Regions from separate parts of the Mus musculus genome. Here all the other regions are linked to region 2. A link is a contact called in public Hi-C and HiChIP or PLAC-seq data. All regions are on one chromosome and are shown on one strand. The core of a region is the stretch at or near the end of the contact, and the rest is flanking DNA. Distances in the headings are between cores, read along the strand shown.

What was found. A called contact is a pair of places that touch in the nucleus more often than the background predicts. HiChIP or PLAC-seq counts read pairs in DNA pulled down with a chosen protein or histone mark.
Region 1: a contact with region 2 is called in an H3K4me3 HiChIP or PLAC-seq map of embryonic forebrain, with 7 times the contacts expected there. The contact joins two enhancer-like sites. A contact is called at or near these places in 1 of 484 Hi-C or Micro-C datasets (embryonic stem cells), 10 of 115 datasets of contacts at active chromatin or transcription factors (the NIH/3T3 cell line, embryonic basal ganglia, embryonic forebrain and 6 more) and 1 of 9 other capture datasets (embryonic stem cells).
Region 3: a Hi-C map of liver shows a contact between it and region 2, with 8 times the contacts expected there. The contact joins two enhancer-like sites. A contact is called at or near these places in 5 of 484 Hi-C or Micro-C datasets (all in liver) and 1 of 115 datasets of contacts at active chromatin or transcription factors (embryonic stem cells).

Annotation. Positions count from the first base shown.
Region 1 is chr11:112,838,262-112,842,345 of GRCm38.p6, reverse strand. No RefSeq gene overlaps it. Among named protein-coding and RNA genes, the nearest start is that of 1700012H19Rik, 15 kb to the right of the region's middle. Within about 2 kb of position 1,840, at least 39 of the 459 cell types and tissues checked have an H3K27ac peak or open chromatin away from gene starts, as enhancers often do. A contact at or near this core is called in embryonic basal ganglia, embryonic forebrain and stem cell-derived neural progenitor cells, where this site is marked.
Region 2 is chr11:113,142,431-113,146,614 of GRCm38.p6, reverse strand. All of the region lies in intron 1 of 2610035D17Rik (RIKEN cDNA 2610035D17 gene), which reads left to right. The region is part of intron 1 of LOC115487747 (a long non-coding RNA gene); the gene reads left to right. Among named protein-coding and RNA genes, the nearest start is that of Gm39467, 10 kb to the right of the region's middle. Within about 2 kb of position 1,919, at least 94 of the 459 cell types and tissues checked have an H3K27ac peak or open chromatin away from gene starts, as enhancers often do. A contact at or near this core is called in embryonic basal ganglia, embryonic forebrain, liver and 1 more, where this site is marked.
Region 3 is chr11:112,729,414-112,733,711 of GRCm38.p6, reverse strand. No RefSeq gene overlaps it. Among named protein-coding and RNA genes, the nearest start is that of BC006965, 20 kb to the right of the region's middle. Within about 2 kb of position 1,416, at least 5 of the 459 cell types and tissues checked have an H3K27ac peak or open chromatin away from gene starts, as enhancers often do. A contact at or near this core is called in liver, where this site is marked.

The sequences.
Region 1 (4,084 bases), core at 591-3,090, 300 kb after region 2:
AGAGAAAGAATACAGAGATATGGTGTGCAGGAGGAACCAAGGGTCTTAAAAACAGTCTAGACTTAAACATACCCGCCAGACATCCACGCCACCTGAGCCTCAGAGGTAGTTAGCATCAGTTATGTCCACAGTGTTAAAAGATGTTTGGTTCCTGTCCATTTTAAGACTCTGGAAAGCCAAACATGCCCTTCCCGTTGAGAAGATCTTTTTTTATTTTTGAGGTAGTGTTTTGTTATAGCCTCTATCCACCTCAAACTCACCATCCTCCAACCTCAAACTCCTACATGCTGGAACTGAGAAAAGCCCTCCTTTTAGAGAGGCTGCGGTTCCCTTACTCTTTGAGGTAGCAAGTGGTGACATCTCCCTGGGTCTCTGTCTCTACACAGGAGCTGGGGTTGTGCAGCCATCCCATGGCTGGGGTGCTGTCTATAGGCAAGCAGGTTCCAGAAATCTCTAGTGCCTTGTGTCTCAACTCCTGTGAAAGACAATGGGAAAGAAAAGATGAAAACCAAATCAGTCCTAAGATGTGTTAGGAGAGTCCAGACATAAATATAAAACTGTGGACCCGGATGCTTTAAAACCAGAGCGGTAAACCCTGCTTCCCTCCAGCCTCCCTTAGCATCAAGTGATGTTCTTTCTCATTCTTGACTGGCTTACAAGGGTAACCCACACAGAATTTTGCTTTGTCTTCTGAGATGAAGACTCACTGTTTCAAGTTCATACTCTTCATCCTGGCTGTACTCTCAGCCATCAAGTCCTCCCAAGCATCAGGGTTCTAGAGTTGATCCACTAAACTAGTGTTAAAAGTCTAAGCTTCATGAGGAATATAAAACAAACGAAGGAGTTTAATACTGGCGTAGAGTTCTCAGCTTTCAAGAGTTGGAATTGGCACTAGACCCAAATTCTGAGTTTACCAGTGTATCATCATGCTCTGGTTTTCTGCCCTCTTCATCACAAAGCCCAGATACAGGGAAATGACCCAGGTAGTTTGGTAAAGGAGCAGAGATGGGCAGTTTCAGAAGCCAACCAGGCTCCAAGGGTCTTAGGATCTGTCCCTTCCCTCTCTCTCCAGTCTAGCCTCCTGTCAGGTCTGGACGGAAAGGGATCTCCTATGACCCATGCATTCCATAAAGGGCTGGTCACTATCTATCTGGTGTTTCTCATCCTGTGCGCTGCGACTACCTTGAAATCAAATGACAGGGGTTGGATATCAACTATCCTGCAAATCAGTTCTTTACATTGCGATTCATAACAGTAGTGAAATTACAGTTATGAAGTAGCAACAAAAATAATTTTATGATTGGGGGAAACTGTATTAAAGGGTTGCAACATTAGTTAGGAATTGGACAGACATTCTTCTCTCTGCCCAGTTCTACCTAGTCTGGTCTCATCTGCTTTCTTCGTCAGTGCCTTAGAAACACCTTCAACAAATATTAGCACAAGCTAACTCTGGCTCCTACTGTATCTTGCTTGTAGCATCCTCCCAGTATTTGGTGAGAGGCCTACCCTTAGGTACCTGGCATCCAGCAGAGATTTATAGAGAATTCCAGAACTGGGAGTGGTCTGAAAATAACTTTGCGTTCCACTTCCCGTCCTGGGAGAGAGCGAGACTGGGGCGGTGGATAGGCCCGCCTCTCTGCCAGGGCTCTGCATCCCCTCTTATGTATCTTTTTCACTTGGACCAGTATATAAAGAGCTATTTTAGGTGTCCGAGCTTCTAAGCAGTAGAGGTTGAACAAAACTACTGCGGGTGGGACAAATCCTCAACCTTAATCTTGGCCCTTGAAGTGAGGGCTATTTGAATACGACGTGCTGTTTATGCAAATCCCATGCAAATCAGGGCGACTGGATTAACTGAAGGGGGGAAACCCCAAGCTTCCCAGCACTGGGACCTGCTTCAGTAAAGAGGAGGGGTTTTGTTTTGTTTTGTTTTTTTTTGTTTTTTTTTTATTTAAGCGTCATTTTGTGTTTTTGAAACTCCTGCACCTGCAGCCTCAGCCAGGACAAAGTCGCTGTCCCAACTTGGCTCTTTGCGTCTGTGGAGCCTAAGGGTGAAAAGGGAGGTTGTTTTAAGCTCTGTCAACAGGGCCCTCTCTAGAGTCCACCACACCTTAAACCGGCTGGCGGAGGTTTCTGCAGGGAGTGAGTGTGGGGAGATGGTCAGCAACAGGAAAAGCTCTCTCTAGGGACACTGGTTTAGAGGAGATCGGGGGTGGGGGGGTGAGGGGGTGGGAGGGTAGGGGTGGTGTCTCACCAAAACAAGGACAGAAGTAGCAACCTCTTTGGGGTGGGAATCCTCTGTGTAATAAGAACTGAATATCCTATTTGAAAACACAGCCAGTTGCCATTTGACATCTTTGGAGACTCGGGCTCAGCCACTCAGCTTGCATATTTATGCAAAACAAAATGCAAATGAACCCATTGAACTCTTTGTCTCTATCCTGCCAAGCTGGAATCCTGGGTCCCCGACAGTATCTTCTATGCCTTTGTCCTCTCCTAAAGAGCTTTTTAAAAGTAGGACATGGCATCCCTGAAGGCTCCTTCGTGACATTCAACTCAATGACTGTATTTACTGAGGTCCTACTAAGTGCCAAGAACCACAGTGGGTCGCAAGGAAGTAAGTGGAAAAAAAAGTCAAGCGATGGTCCCTGAAGAATTCATGAGATCTTGTGAGATTTCCAGTTCTGGGTAATCTCTTAATTATTAATTCGACAAACAGGTATTAGGCGCCGACTGTATGCCAACCTAGCCTCTCATCACTGGGGATCTAGTAGGAGAGGGTTCTGCCCTTATGACCTTCCATCTTAATGGAAGAAACGGACAAACTGAGACAGGGATGTGTACGAATGATGTGCCTACAGATAGTGATAATGACGAACCAGAAAATAAATAGGGAGGTGTTTTATTATGGCCGTGAGGTAGGAAGGCCTAGGTTGGTAAGAATCAATAGCTGTTAAATCCTGTTTTTAAACTCATTTAAAGCAGCCACAAAGAGAACAAAGGGCAGAATTTTTTTTTTAACCAATTATCTATACCGTTATATCTCACTGTCTATCTTAAGTAGTTTGATGATTCTATTAGTCAAGGAATCCCATTATCAGTGTGTGCTGGAAGGGTGTTGTATGTGGTAATGTACATATGGAAGCTAGATGGTATGATATTGTCCTTCAGGTGTTGCTTTTTGTTGTTGTTTTTAATTGAGACAGGGTCTCTTAATGGCCTGGATCCACCTCTCTCCTCTCCTCATGACTAGAATGATCAGTACCAGCCTTTTTATTACCTCTTTGCATGTGCGTGTAAATGTGTGTATGCATGCTCACATGGGTGTGTACGCCAATGTGTGCATGTGTGTGTGGAGGCCCAAGGTTGATGTCAGGAATCTTTTATCAGCCTTTCACCTCCATTGGAGGCAGGGTTTGTCAGTCAAACCCAGAGCTTGCTGATCAAATGGTTTTGAAGAGGTCAACTCAGAGCTGTTGGAAAATTCCATCGGACCCCTCCCCTCCTGGAAGAGACGGGTCAGAGAGCACATAGGCCCAAAGGAAGAGGCTGAGTAAACTCTTACTGCCTCATTCCCTAAAGACTAGTCAGCTTAAAGGACGCACTGTTCCACCAATCATGTCATGCCTAGTTGCTGATGCTCTATTCTGCCCCTGGAAACCATATAAAAACTGGCTGAACAGGCCGCTGGGGGTCGCCGCCTCTCCTTCGGGTCTGGGATGACCCCAGTTCACTGGAACAATAAATTCCTCTTGCTTTTTGTATCAGTTCCCGGCTCTGCAGGGTTCACTCAGGGGTTCACTCAGTAAGCTAAGGCTCACCAGAGTCTTATAGTTTCACTAACCTGATAGCTACAGGGATCCTGGTCTGCTTCAGTCATGGCAGGTCCAACACCCCACCCCCACCCCCAGCATTGTTTTGAGTTGTGGGGATCCAAAATCAGGAGCCTCTCTTACTTGTGCAGCAAGGGATTTAGCCGTTGGGCCATCTTCTCTACTCCAATCCCTTTTAACATGGATTCCAAGGCTGACCTCAGAACTCAAGACACTTGGCTGTCCTTAGGAAGAGTGGTGTCTTGGGCACA
Region 2 (4,184 bases), core at 670-3,169:
AGTAAAATCTGGACTCAAGAAATTATCAGTATGGAACCCTCCACTTCTACCCTGTTGATGTTTGCCATGATTTTTGAGCGTTTGGAAAATTCTAGAAAGTTCATAGGACTTCAGCGTGTCTTTAAATTAGATGCACATTTGTAGTTTTCAGGACTCAGATCTGGGACAAAGAGGAAGTCTTGCTTCTACCCAAAACAGCAACTAAGTGGCCCTGTTTCTTCTTTCTTTTTTTTCTCATTTTTCTTTTGCCATCCTGTCTTTGGACTTTGTCCCAATCCACAGCCATTTTACATTCTCTCGTGTTTCAGTTTCACCAAGCTGACCTTGCAGGGCCATGGCCACAGGTGTATTAATCTTGGGTGACATGCAATGGGTTCCAGAAAGTAGAAAAGGATTCATAGGTCCCCCTGAGCCTCTTGCCCCTTTGTATGTTGGCAGAAAGCTAACTTTATGGACTCAAGTATGGTTCTGAGAAGTTGATTATTATGTTTATGCTGTTTATTGTTATATATTTATAATCTGATTAATCACGGTTGTTTATTTATCCTATGAGCTCACACTAAAGGCTGGGGAGACTTTGGTGGTCTTATGATGTCAGGTCCCATCTTGGCTCTCATGTGATTACGGAGTTGTGTAACCTCTTTGTTCATTTGGTTTCATGCCTGGGGATCATTGGCCCTTGGCCTGTGTGTCTTGTGGTGTAAAGGGAGGGGGTGGGCTGCCCTCTGGGTGGGGCCCACTGCCCAGCTGTGGCGCCCATTCTTGGCCAGTGTTCAGTGGCCTTTTGGTCAAGCATCTTCCTGGGGAAGGACCCAGAGGAGGTCAGTTATTGCCTTGCTTGGCTCTTTGAACTCACGTTTTGTATCCTAAAGGAGGGAGCTTTCATTTTTTTCTCAAATTTAAAAAAATAAGTGTCACATACTCAAAACAAAACGCTGTCCATTTCTTTCATAGCATCTCTGTGCCATTGTGAGTATAGATGTGTGTAGTTTTCATCAGAAAAGGGGATGCTGTGCACTTTATTTTCGAGTCAGAATTGGTGCTGTGTGGTGTATATACAGTAATAACCATCCTCAGTTGGTGTTTAGTGCAGTTTGACTTTTAGGGCAGGCTTTTCTGTCTAAGGTCCTCCTGAGAAGCAGGCTTGGAACACTGTGACTCTGAGTTCACAGCTGACTCCAGCCCAAACCTCTGATCACTGCCATTATTACAACCCTGGGACTCTTAAAGCAGCCACTGCCAGCACTGTGCTCAGGGGCTTCAGCACATGGGATGTCAACAGGTCTTGAACTGCAGCCGTTTCAAGCAAAATGAGAAGTAGCCTTGGTGACAGACACAGGTGAAGGACCCCTTTGCTTTCTGCTTTGGGGAAACTGAAGGAACACTGTTAGATCTTTGCCTGTGCATTTTAAGGGTGGTCATAGCTACAAGAGAGGCAAAAGGAGATCTAACATGCTTGCTCTTCCTTCCCAGAGCATATTCTTACAAGACCCTTGTGTGAACTGCACCGGGAAACAAGAAGGCGAATAAGTGGGCAGGGTCCTGAAGTGAGCTACCTGGCCTCAGCTCTGCTCAAATCTAGGTCCCCTCCCTCCTTCCTTCCCTCCCTCCATTTCCTCTCTTCTTCCCCTCCTTCTCTCTCCCTCCTCTCTCTCTCCCCTTCCTCTCTCCCTCTCTTTCTCTTCCCTCCTTCCTTCTCTCTCTCTCTCTCTTTCCCCCTCCCTCCTTCAGCCCTCTCTCCCTGTTTTTTTGTGTCATTCTCCCATTACCTGGGGTTGAATGTAGGGCTCACCATATGCCAGACAACCTCTCCTCACTTAGCTACTGCCCAGTTTCCATTTTCAGTCCCTGGGACAGGGTCACACTAAGTTCCCAGGTTGGCCTTGAATTCACTCCAGCCCAGAGAGACCTTGATCTTTTGATCTCTGTGCTACAGCGTCCTGAGCGTCCAGGACCCTTGGCCTGCACCACCAGTCCTGGTCTTACTCTCTAATTCTTGGGGTCACTGTGAGCCCTGGGCAAAGACTGTACCTTCTTTTCCAATCTCCAGGAGTCTCCCCTCAGGCTTTGGTGTAGGGAGTCCGGGCAGAGAGCTCTTCAGCGCCTTCCGGCTCACTGACTCCGTGATAAGGTTCCGATGGATGGATTGCATGTCAGGTTGCTTGGAAACAGGATGGAAACTGGCCAGGCAGCCCTCAAAGCCGTATTCCTGAGCTCCCAGGACCAGCAGCACATTTGAATGAGTCTGATAAAGCCCCTTTGCTGCCCCTCCTCCCCATCCAAAGAGGACATGAGCAGAGACGGGGCCTCCGCACAGATAAGCTTCGTGAAGGGAGATGGAAACATGCTTGGTTTTCTTTCTTTTTTCTTTTTTGTTTTTGTTTTCTGTCAGTTGTCTGATTTCTCTGCTGGAACAATTGTCTTGCCTTCAAGCCCCCAAGAGAGTGAAGCCAGCCTTAGTCCACCTTGGGGATAGAGGCTGGACAGAATATGCCTGCCCATCGAACACAGCAGGGGTCAGGGGGAACTTTAGAAGGCCCAAGAACAGCTTTGTCTCCTCGCAGCGGCTTGTGGGCTCATGGCCATATCCTGGCTGAGCGATTGTGTGTCCAGCTCACTGGGCCAGGGCTGAATCACCACGAATCCCCCACAGTGCTGGCAGTGGCTGCTTAAAGAGACCCAGGACTGTAATAATGGCAGTGCTCAGAGGTTCTGGCTGGAGTCAGCTGGAAGAAGTCTATCAGAGTCTCCTGAGAGATGAGGAAAGCCCAGGTCTGGCTGCTGGGGAAGAGATGAGTGGGGGGTCTCTAGACTGTGCTAAGAGACATTCTGAGCCTCAACAACTTAACATCTTAACGTCCAGAAGTTCCTTCTGCTAACACAAGCTAGCTGTTATCGAGGTTTTTCAGTTAGCTAATTCCTGAAATGTGTGTCTCTTTGGTGACCCATTTTGTAGCCGAGAAAGAGGCTTAACTTATCCAGAGTCAAGGGCAGATCAAGAGTTTCTTTGGCAGGGTCCAGCTCCATCATGGCTGTCTTGAGTTTGTTGGCTACCTTATACTGCAGATTGCCAACAGTTGGAAAGAGCATCCCAATTTGGACTTCTATATTTATTATGTTTGCTTAGTCAACATCGGTCCCCACCACTATGCTGGGGAGGTGACTGGGTTTAGTCCACATTGTGTCCCCAATGTCTGGTTGACAGCAGGCTCTTGGGCTATTGAGTGAATGACACCTGCCCACACTATGGCTAACCTTTATGGCATCTGGACTATGTCCACACGAAGGAAACTGTGAACATAGGCACCCAAATTCAGCCCCTTCTGGAGAAGACTGGCGTAGGAGCTGAACACCTCACAGCTCCCAACAGCTCATACCGTCTGTCATCTGCCCTGGGATGGCCTGGGTGGTGAGGGCAGGCTGCTTCCAGAATCATCTGGCATAGAAGCTCTCCCACCCTCCTCCACTCTGCTTACAACCCAGAAAGTAAATCACCCTACTTATCCTCTGAGAGGGGCAGGGAAGACTTGAAAGATTGGCAGTCACCCACAGTGCTCCCTCTGCCCGACTCTTTCAGCACTCTTAGATTCTTGTGCTACTTCACTGGGTTTGCCTACCCTTGCATTTATCTCTGGAAGGGTCTCATATTTCACAGTGGATCCTTCCCTTCTCTTCTCTACTCTACAGGAAATATGGGAGGTGCCTAGCTCTCTCTCTGTGCAGCAGGAGAACCTGAGAGGAGGGGAGGGGATAGCTCTTCTTCCTAGAAGCCATGGTTCCTGTGCCTAGCCACATATACTTCTTCAGTGTCCCCAGGTAGACCAGATGAACTAAGGAAACCAGATTAGAAACTCTGGAGTATTCTCAAAGTTATTTACATTGATAAATACAGAGTCTGAAAACAACGTGTCTGTTGGTGGTTTTCAGAGGGCAGAAACGTGTGGCTGTTTTTAAGATACTCATCTTGTTCTCTGATTTGGGGGACCAGACAGAAATACCCCTAAGGACTTCCTAAGGTTATCATTTTCTCAGCAGTTGTCCTAAAGCAAACCCTGGGGTCTTTAATGCCCACCTACTGCCACTGGAATAGAAAGAAAACTTGAAAACCTGAGTGTTGGGAACTTACTTATCCTGTGACATGGTCCTAAGTGGAATTCCCGGTACTCTGCCAGTGTCTTTGTGAG
Region 3 (4,298 bases), core at 167-2,666, 410 kb after region 2:
GAATTTTGTGTGCTAAGTCCTTTTACGTCAATACATTGACATTATGTTATGCCATCGTAAACATTTGACTTTATTCTCCATCTTTTTGTTCAGATCTTGTGTTTCATAAGTGGACTCCCTATTTGCAACGTATGTTACATTGGTAAACTGTCACATGCTGTTTGAGCTGATGGAGACGATGGCTCAGGAATTGGGGACTCTCCCCACCTCCCTTCAGAGCCAACCATGCTTATATCAAGTGTTCTTCAAAACTTCTTGTCCTGAGTCAGGCTACCTCCCTGGCTATGTAATCAAGAGGAGAAATAAAATACCAAGCAGTGACTATTGAAACACGGTGCCTTTGAGAGATGCCAGGAGGAAAAGCACTGCAAACAGTGGCTGTGGCTGTTGTTGTATGTTATAAAATGCCTGCAATGGGGTAGAGGAGCCAGAAGCTCAGCCACAGACAGGATAGACTGGGCTCTCTGCTTGGGACTCTCTCAGGTGGGGCTGGCTCCAGCTGACAATCTCAGCCTCCCCAGCCCACTTCTGCTTGGTAACTGTCGAGTGATCAATGTGATAATGTTATCTTTCTCCTACCACTTCTTCTTCCACTGGGACACAACCAAGGGGACACCCTTCTCCATCCAGGATTCTCTGGATTCTTTAGTTTGCCAGTTCAGCGGGGTTTCCCAAGTCAGCGTCTGCTGGACCTTCCTAAGTTGCCCGTTTGACAAGGTTACCTTTTGGCTCTCTTGGTTGGGATTACTCCAGTTTTCTCGGCCGGGTGTTGCGAGGACCTGATGATTTGACGTCGCTTCTCTCTATCTGCTATTTTGTTATTTACTCTTTTACTCCTGCTTGCTAGATACTTCATAAACTCACTCATTCACCACTGAAAGTGCGTCTGTCATACAGGTCACATTTCTCTACAAAGCTAGTAGATGTCTCTCTCATTTTTACGGACAAAGCTTGTCATCTTATAATTTTCAGCATATCAAGCATGCAAGAGAAGTAGCTCTCAACTCGGTGTCTCGTTACTCACTTCTGAGACAGCCAATGAGAAGCTGCCAAGTTCTTCACAGTTGCTTATTTTGGTCCCGGCACACTCTCCATGCCCTGCTTGAATGTTTTGCCAGATTGCCTCCAATTTATTGCAAAACCAATTGGCAGAACAATCAGGAAATCTGTCTGGGGCCAATTTTAGCCAATGATGGTGCCGCCTCTTTCTCCACCCCCACTTTCCGCTAATCCACCAAGGTTCTTCCCGACCTAGCCATTCTTCACAGGAATATAACACTCTGGCATGACTCCAACTGTCTTTTATATATATAAAAAAAGGCATTCTTCGTCTCTTTGTCTCACTGTACATCATCCTCACCTTGTTTTCTTCCCTTCCTTCACCTTTCCCAACACACACATCTCTCAGCAGAGACACTGACCAACATGCCATTGCAACATCAAAAATGAACACTACACAGGAGGTGATGGTCCTCTTATCAATACAGGAAGTGGCGGATTCAAACCTCTTCCTGCCAAGGTGTGACCCTTTCACAAATCTACAGCATCTCTGGTGCAATTGGTAAAGGCAGGGCCTGTGGAAATTAGACCAACCCAGGACGATCCTTGATCCTGTGGTGACGGTGAGACCATCCTCAGGTTTCTCCGCCAGGTGACAGGCACAAGAGGCTATTTTAGATAGACTAACAAGTGGAGGGGTTCAGGCAGTAAAACCCAAACCAACTCTAATCATTTCATTAGTGAGAGCTTGGTGGAGGGAATTGGTTGGAGTGCTGGCTGGCTGAGAGACTGAACTGGTAGCAACGGGATCACAGAGGTGGCTACTGCAGGGAGAACTTCACACTAGAACCACGGAGCAAGAGGAGCCATTGGGGATCTTGGGAACTACACCATCCTAGGAAAGTTCCTACATCCCTGGGGGAGACATTTCCGGGGATGTGGAGAGGCCATCTGCATGACCGCTGGTGTCATCTCTTGGGGCTTTGGAGGGAGGTTCAGAGCTGTGGTTCTCACCTGTGAGGCAGAAGTCACTTGCTCTCTGGAGCTTGTAACCCTCCCTCCCCACTCTGAGAAATCACCGTGAAGATGGTGCGGGGAGATGGAGGCTTCTTCTGCCTATTGTCGTGGGGCGACGTTCTGGGCTTAGGAGTTGCCAGTAGGACTGCTAAGGAAACGTCGAGAAGGGAATACACTCTTCCTTCTGCATTCTATGTCTTCCTTCGTCTTTCACGTGTAGGCATTGTTCCTGTGTATACATCCTTTTGCATGGATGTGGGCTCGCTTATGTACATGCATGAGCACATGCACATGTTAGAGGGCCTGAGGTTGGTGTTGGGAATCACCCTCTGCCTCCTGTCTACCTTATTCATTGAGGCAGAGTCTCCCAGGAAAGCCCAGAGCTTCCTGATATGTTAGATCTTATTTGTCTGCTTGCTCTGAGGATCTCCCGACCCCCTTGTAAAAATGGGACTTCGAGAGGACCATACATCCTAGCATTTCAGTAGATCTGGGTATGCAAACTCTGGGTAACATTTGCCCAGCAAGAGCTTTAACTAGAGGGGCCTTTCCCTGGTCTCCCCTGTCCTGCCTTCAATCTCCACCCGCTGTGACTACCCAGTCCCTTGTTGTCAGAATTGATCAGAAAACAGCCAACCAAGGAAAAATAACACTGCTCAGAATTCCCCCTAGTACTCCAAAGGGGAGTCTGGGAAGTTTTGGATCTGGGAAACAATGGCTTACTACTCAAGACAGGTATGCAGGACATTTGTGGTCAGCAGAGGATAGGCCAGTCATTCTCCCTGACAGCTGCTATCAGGAAGAGGGTGAATTATGGGAAGTCTACAGGTCATAGAGGTATGGCCTTGAGTTGGCATCTGAGTCACTGGGACCTGCGTTTCCTAGGCCCTGTCTTTCGTTTGCATAGCCTTCTTGCTTGGGGCAGAGAGTGGGTTGGTGTGGGAAGGGAGAGATTGCAGAATGCAGAGCTGTGGGTGGAGATGGCTGGACCCCTCATCCAGCTGTGAAGTTTCCAGGTTCTGGGGTGGGGCTGCAGGCAGTGGTCAGGTGGGAAAGGAACTTAGAACTGATGAGTGGCTGGGGTTAATGCCAGTGTCATAGCTTTAGATACAGTAGTCAGCATGTTGAGCTACTGCAGCATCTGAACATGTATACATATGGGTCATACATGTGAATCAGATTTCTGGTCTTGGAAGCAAAAAGTATTTTGGGGGTGTCTTATGCGTGTGTGTACATGCATGTGTATGTGTGTGGTGTAGATGTGTGCATGTGTGTGTGTAACAGGTGTGTGAGTATGTGGGTACATGCATGTGTACGTGTGGCATAGGTGTGTGTGTGTGGTACAGGTGTGTGTGTGTGTGTCTGTATACACATGCATGTGTATGCGTGTGGTGCAGATGTGTGCATGTGTGTGTGTGGTACAGGTGTGTGAGTATGTGTGTGTGTACATGCATGTGTATGTGTGTGGTGCAGATGTGTGCATGTGTGTGTGTGGTACAGGTGTGTGAGTATGTGTGTGTGTACATGCATGTGTATGTGTGTGGTGCAGATGTGTGCATGTGTGTGTGTGGTACAGGTGTGTGAGTATGTGTGTGTACATGCATGTGTATGTGTGGCATAGGTGTGTGTGTGTGTGTGTGGTCTAGGTGTGTGTATATGTATGTGTGTGTGGTCCAGGTGTGTATATGTATGCCTCCTGTGTGTGGTACAGGTGTGTGTATATGTGTGTGTGTGTGTGTGTGTGTGTGTGTATATATATATATATATATATATATATATATATGTGTGTGTGTGTGTGTGTGTGTGTGTGTGTGTGTGTGTGTATGTGTGTGTGGTGCAGGTATGTGTGTATGTATGAATGTGTGGTACAGGTGTGCATGTGTTTGTACATGTATGTGTATGTGTGTGTGGTGCAGGTGTGTGTATGTATGTGTCCATGTATGTGTGTTGCAGGTGTGCATGTATGTGTATGTGTGTGGTGCAGATGTGTGTTTGTGTGTGTACATGTATGTGTAAGTGTGTGGTGCAGGTGTGTGTGTGTACATGTATGTGTGTGGTGCAGATGTGTGTTTGTGTGTGTACATGTATGTGTATGTGTGTGTGGTGCAGATGTGTGTTTGTGTGTGTACATGTATGTGTATGTGTGTGTGGTGCAGATGTGTGTTTGTGTGTGTACATGTATGTGTGTGTGGTGCAGATGTGTGTTTGTGTGTGTACATGTATGTGTGTGTGGTGCAGATGTGTGTTTGTGTGTGTACATGTATGTGTGTATGTGTGACAGA